2 separate regions of the Oncorhynchus kisutch genome follow, and region 2 is linked to region 1. Evidence: chromatin contacts called from public Hi-C data. All regions are on one chromosome and are shown on one strand. The core of a region is the stretch at or near the end of the contact, and the rest is flanking DNA. Distances in the headings are between cores, read along the strand shown. Region 1 holds the start of hoxd3a (homeobox D3a). Region 2 holds the start of LOC109866899 (heterogeneous nuclear ribonucleoprotein A3).

Region 1 (3,521 bases), core at 259-2,758:
CACACACGAAAACATCCTAAAGGCCTTTTGTGTACACTGCCTTCTCGCTGTCTTTACAGACCCGAAGCACATTGGTACTATCATGAACGAAAGACTGCTACAATGAATTGTACTACTAATAATAATAATAACATACACATGTAATGTAAGTTTATATTTCTTTGTTGCTTAGTTTCCCCAAGAAAATACTGAGCATTGATTAATACGCCAAAATACATTATAGTATTATTATTTATTTTTTTAACATCTTATGACATAATGCGTAATAGTCTTTAAAAAATCATAGTCCTTGATTCCCTGGACTAATAGGGATACATTTGGTTTGCCTTAATAATACGTGCATGTGTGCTCTATTAATGTGTTTAGGTAGCCTATATTTGCGTAAATATTCAATCATGGTCCTTTATTTCACCTTTATGAATTCAATATATGAAAAATAGGCCCACAAGTATAACTTGTTAGTTAGAACAGATAATTTTATGATTTTAATATCCTAGGAGTAAAGGATGATAGTCTGGCCAAAAAGGTGTGTGAGGACTACAACCGAACCGCATGCATAGCTTAGTAGGTCTAAAGAGTTTTTTTCTTCTCAATAAATACCACATTTCAATTTTGGGGCTGATTTCATGTATTTATTTGTTCTACCCTATTTCAACACCACATTGAGCCTGGTCGAATTTGTTTCGGTGGGAAGATCCTATAGATCTTCCTCTATCGATTTATTTTCTTTCAAATATCTTAGTTAATACATGTGTTATGCGTTATGCGACATTGTAACCAACGCAAGACATACATTTAGCCACAACGGAAATGTTGCTAATGAAAAGATTATCTTTGATTAGTGGTCAAAATATTGCATAGTGCCAGTGCCAATGAAGGTTTTCATTATTATTTTGTATCTTGTTTTTACAAAAAAAAATACTATGTTGGCCTCATGAACAAAAAAATACTATGTTGGCCTCATGTTTCCTGTTATATAAGACCAAATGTACTTTATTACAACCATTGACCTATTCTAGAATATAGTTTATTAGCTGTATGAAATATTTAGGCTCGACATTTACTCAACATGTTTAGTATAACTGATGTTTATGCTCGTCAACATGGTAATATCTATGTTATTATAATGTTAGAAAAAATAATATATTCCGTATGCACGAATCTTCTGACTCAAAACTAGCAAATGTGGTTATTCTGCGGTTAAAATCTAACATGTACAATTTCAATTCAAGAAGCAGGGGTATTGTTCGTTAACTTTCCAAATGAGATTTTCAAGCAAAGCTTTCTGAGAAGAAATGGGGAATGGCCCCCGCCATTATGCGCAAAACAGGGTGAATTGCTGCAGTCGAAATTTCTTTTTGTGAGAGGAGAATTTACAACTTGGTAATAGACCTTTTTATGTGCCTCTATCGCCTGTCATTGGATGCCACTGGTCATGTGCAAGAGGCAAACGTCTCCATGGCCCTTTTCCTGATTTCCCAAGCGGTTTTTTCTCTGCATTCTGCTGCTATACCGTCCCCAACCAAAACGCTCAGCCTACACTCGCTCAAAATTTGCCTTATTATTGCCCGAATGAAAGTGTGAACCTACCAGATCCTCGATAACTATATAGTTATTTACTTGACTTGTCAGGGCTAGCGTTTCTTCCTGTGTGCATACCGAACATCGAAAGGAGAGCCTCTGCTGTTCATCATCCGTATAGTTTCACTGTAACATCATGTATTATTTATACAGAGTCACCACAAGAAAACACATGGATTACCCAACTGCATTAGGTAAGCATTTAATGTTACAAACATCATGTTAGAATGGTTGTTGATTGAATTTCTCTATGCTACTTCCTGTCTCGTTGCACCAGGGTATATTAGCAGTATAGGCTAATCAGAACCTCAGTCGAGATGACATGTAGAGACTAAAGCCAAAAGACACATGTTTAAGATAAGTTTATATAACTAAAACTGCTGTTATGCATGTATTATGAGTCAACACCAATGAACGTTTACATTTAACATTGCATGTGAATCTGAACGCATAAAACTGTGATCGGTATTATACCAATAGGCTACGTGTGATTGAATTGTAATTTGCTGTGACAATGGGTTGACGTGTTCATGTTAGTTTAGCCAAACTGATTAATGTATAAGGACGCATATTTAGCTTCAGTAGCCTAAAACGAATGTTTACTAACTTTGAAGTGCTTGCAGGGATGGGTTCTTTCGATGTTTGTGCGTATGAACAGTATCTGTCGGTCTGTCTGTATGTCTGTCCGTCTATATGTTTTCGTTATATATGTGTATCTTTCTGTATGTTTGATATATATATATAGAATTGATTGTATAATGTCTCTGAAGTGACACGCAGCCTAATTGAGTTTTGAGGAGCTGGCTGCCAGATGATTTTAGACAGTTCGATTTTCTAAGTGAATTATATTCATTAGTCCTCTTTTGGTGCATGAAGTCGAAGTCATTACTGTTGTGCGAGGTAATGGATATCTGCATGATGGAATTTGTATGAAGTCACCTGATATGGTCTTAATATTAGTTCCACGTTCTATCAAGGACGTTGTGTAGGCCTACTTGTGAATATATCGTTACACTCAAGCTATTGCTCCATAGGCCATATAATAACAACAATAGACCTACACATTGTTATATAGTTGAACTAAACAAGGTAACCATTTGCATTGTATTTTCAGATATGGATGTTTAGAACATTTGAATTTGTCCTGTTGTAACACACACACGTGTGGAAAAAAATGCAACATATAATGTTAATCTTTCAGAAATGCAGTTGTTGAGCTTTCCCACCAGAGAAGCAGTTTTCATAGATGTTTTCAGCTGCCTGAGATGGGGGGCAACGGAACAAAGACAGTATTTCACTGTTGCCTGACAGGCAGCTGCGAAAGTATTTACAGCTTTACTGCAATGCGGCAAACGAGAGAAAGCCTGGAACGAGGGCAGCCTATAAAAGTGGGGCCTGCGAATGACAAAACGCGGAGCATTTAAATGACTCGATTAGCTTCTAGTCTTAACTCTGGATCGGAAATCACATCACGTCCCAATATATATATGGATATAGCGTTGTCATTTCGTTCTTCGTTCGTTCTTATATCATATCGCCCATAAATGAAATACAATATTACACTGTATATCAACGTATAGATATATAATTTATCTAAAAAATAAACAGAGCGAGAGAACAGTTCCCTTGATTATTAGGTTTGGTGTGTGTTTTGTATTGCAGTGTTAAAACATTTTGCGGTTGCAGTGGTTAGCCATACGAAGGATTTTTTTTGGATTCCCAGTCTAGTTTAGCCTATACATTATGCAATTATTGAACATCGTGGGAGCATATTAATCCTATCATCTGCGGTATAAGGGATGAACGAATAATAAACCTAGATCATCTATGGATTTTTCTCGGATTGAACTGCATACAAAGCCTACCATTTAAACATATAGCAAAATATATGTATGCAAGTTTATGCTAAAATCCAGTTTATGCTAAAATGCAACAAATTG
Region 2 (3,521 bases), core at 396-2,895, 150 kb after region 1:
AATCAATGCCAATGTTACAGATTGTTCAAAATCAACACAAGACAGAGGCTTTTTCCCATTTCGATGACATTCAGAATAAAACAAAATAATCATTGAGATCTATAGCCTCAATAAAGTAACCATTGTTGTGGTAGCATGCAGAGTATTTGCCAACTCCTACACCCAAAGGCGAGAACTCCTGGTACCAAACAAATAAAATTGTATTTGTCACGTGTCAAATACAACAAGTGTAGACCTTACTGTGAAATGCTTATGGGTGGCCATTTGATTAATTGTTCATCAGTCTTATTGCTTGGGGGTAGAAGCTATTAAGGAGCCTTTTGGACCTAGACTTTGCACTCCAGTACCCCTTGCCATGCGGTAGCAGAGAAACAGTCTATGACTTGGGTGACTGGAGTCTGACAGTGTTTTGGGCCTTCCTCTGACACCGCCTAGTATATAGTTCCTGGATGGCAGGAAGCTTGGCCCCAGTGATGTACTGGGCTGTACGCACTACCCTCTGTAGCGCCTTATAGTCAGATGCCGAGCAGTTGCCATACCAGGCGGTGATGCAACTGGTCAACTATTACTGTTCCTTAATTTAGGGAAAGCTCTGAAGCAGAAATAATGTTACCAGGCCTCAATCTCATTACCAGTTTAATTAAGAAATAAATGTGCTGGAACAAACACAGGTGATATGCAATCGACAGTGTCAGAGTGAAGGGTGGAACACGGGACTTATTTCATTCATGGCTATAGAATCCTTGTTTTCATCCATTGTAACAACTGTCTTAATAAAATGCTACGCTATAACAATATAATTAGTCTCTGTAGTTGGAATGATTTTTTACTTAAAAACGGTACAATAATACCATCTATAATATAACAACACTGTAATAACCAAAAACAAAGACATACCACACTACAACTCTAAATAGGCAATAAATAGAAATGAAGGTTAATGACAGTGAAATATTGTCATTTTTATTGGGGCTGTATTTTTTCCTGGCACCCTGTAATGGTAATGCCAGACATTATTCCATCCAATAAAACAGTACATGGATACTTGTCCAGGTCTGATTTTCAACAAGATTCTATATTTATGGTGAAGCAGCTGATGGCAATAGCATATTCAAGTTGTACTGTCCAATGTCAAACGCTGACAGTGGTCAAATCCAAAACATTAACTTACGAGTATTCAGATACACATTTTAATGCAAGTGCAAATTGTCTGCTATTTTAAAAAAGTGTTACAAATACTGAAAAACAGTTGCATTTCCCTTCATTTTATTTTAATAAAAAAATATCTGTATTCATGAACCATAGATCTGCAACAAACAAGTTAAAATGCACAAAATATTTATTTTGCTTTGTAGTTATGGAAAAATACGGAAAAACCTGGTTAATGTCTAAGGGAAAAACAATCAGCTGTGGCTATTCTGGTACATTGCCTTCAGTGTCCACTAGATAGCAGACAACTTCTTTGTTTCACATGGCACGTACACGGTATGATTAGCCTACAAAGTCATCACAAATGTTAAAGATTATACATTATAATAAAAATATTTCACTTGTATCATTGGACATTTAAATAAAAAGGTATACTATGCAGCTGAATACATTTACTCTGAATGATTGATCTTAGATCAAATCAACTTGCCTATCCGGTTCATTATGGTAAAACCGATCCTGGATCAGTTAACGACTGCACGACCAGTTCAGACTTCCTATCACGTGGTGCAGTAGCTTCCTTTCTTCTCAGAACCAAGGAAAGAGAATACTTCGCAAAATGGAGGTGATAAATATGTTGATTGTTTATCGGTGTCTGCATATATTTGCGTTGCACGTAACAATGTAAAGTGTATTATGAGCAAACAGGTCTTTGAAAATGATGCAGCGACATAATATGCACATGATTCTAACAGCATTTTTAGGAAGGCAACATTAACGTTAGCTAGCTAACGTTAGCGCCACTGCGTTTCTCAACATTTGGCTAGCAAAATGATCATGCCAGTCAAGAGTTCTACGGTTACAGTGTTGCAGTTTTTTTTGTTTATAGAACGTATCCACATCAAACAAGTACTTGGATGTATCATTCAGTGGAATACATAGGCCAAAATTGTAGGTCAAGCCTTAGCTACAGATTGTAACACCAGACAATGTGATGTAAACCCCAAAATTGGTATCCGGTATACTGGGTGTTACAGGTTAACGTTGGGTAGGCATAACGTTACTGTTTGGTGTAACAGAATTTTCGACCAACCTTAACGATTCGTCGAAACCGGGGTCTCATAAAATGTAATTGTCCAGTTGCAGGAGGTCTGTTTGAATTTAGAAAATGCTCTGTCATAATAAAAAAAAAAAAAAAATGTTTTGCGCCATAAAGGAATCCAACAATGTGAGGCGTGTGTACGCCGCCATCTTGTCTTTTTCAAGTCTTCATTCATTGATTGAGGCAGGTGGATCCACCCCAAAGTGCCGCATGTCATGACAGACACCTGTCTCGATTAACAAGAGAATACTTGAAATGGACAAGATGGCGGAGTACATGTGGTTTGATTACTTAATGGAGTCATTTTATTTTAATAATGGAGAATGTTCTAAATTCAAATGGTCAAGGACATTTTATTTGACTCCAGTTTCCAAGATTCTAAGACCATATTGCTAAATTTGGTCAAATTATGTGCTACACCAAACGGTACCAAACCTGTAACTCCCAGTATAATGCATACTAAACAATGTTTGGTTAAATCACATTATCTGGTTTTACAGTCTGTAGCTAAAGCATAGACCTAAACTGTAGGACAGGCTATGTATCCCAATGAATGATACATTGAAACACTTGTCGGACTGTGGAGACATTCCATCATTCTACAAATCAAAATTACTGCAACATTGTAACTGTAGAACTCTGACTAGCACAATGAAATTTTCTAGCCAAAAGTTAGAAACGCAGCTGTGCTAAAGTTAGCTAGCTATCATTTTGTCACTGCATCATTTTCAAATAACTCTTAGCTACATAATATTTGCACTATAAAATATATTTTATAACACTTATAAAGTGGCAAAACTGATTTCCCTAGAATGTCTTAGAGTCTTGGCTAATGAGAAAATTCTAACTTGATACATTTACACTAAGATATTGCAATCTAGGTTATTACACTGTAAAATGTTTGAAATAATATTCATACAATTGCATTGTTGTGTGACATGCATACCTGTTTTAAATCATTTTAACAGGGTCATGAACATAGGGAGCCTGAACAGCTCAGGAAGCTGTTCATTGGGGGCCTAAGTTTTGAAACCACTGAGGAAAGTTTAAGGATCCATTTTGAACAATGGGGAAACCTCACAGACAGTGTGGTATGTATGCATTTCACAAGTGTCTGTTATTTACAATGCATTTATATGAAGAGTAATGTGAGCTAATACGTTGGTTTCATGTAGGTAATGCGGGACCCAAACAACAAGCGCTCGAGAGGGTTTGGCTTTGTAACATACTCCTGTGTGGAGGAGGTGGATGCCTGCATGGCAGCTCGCCC

The links. A called contact is a pair of places that touch in the nucleus more often than the background predicts.
Region 2: a Hi-C map of muscle shows a contact between it and region 1, with 4 times the contacts expected there. The contact joins the promoter of LOC109866899 here to the promoter of hoxd3a in region 1. A contact is called at or near these places in 2 of 2 Hi-C or Micro-C datasets (liver and muscle).

The regions. Positions count from the first base shown.
Region 1 is chrLG2:44,248,478-44,251,998 of Okis_V2, forward strand. hoxd3a (homeobox D3a) reads left to right here and starts at 1,509. Exons shown (of 4, transcript XM_020455722.2): 1 at 1,509-1,775.
Region 2 is chrLG2:44,400,784-44,404,304 of Okis_V2, forward strand. LOC109866899 (heterogeneous nuclear ribonucleoprotein A3) reads left to right here and starts at 1,646. Exons shown (of 11, transcript XR_004203904.1): 1 at 1,646-1,774; 2 at 3,220-3,342; 3 at 3,427-3,521.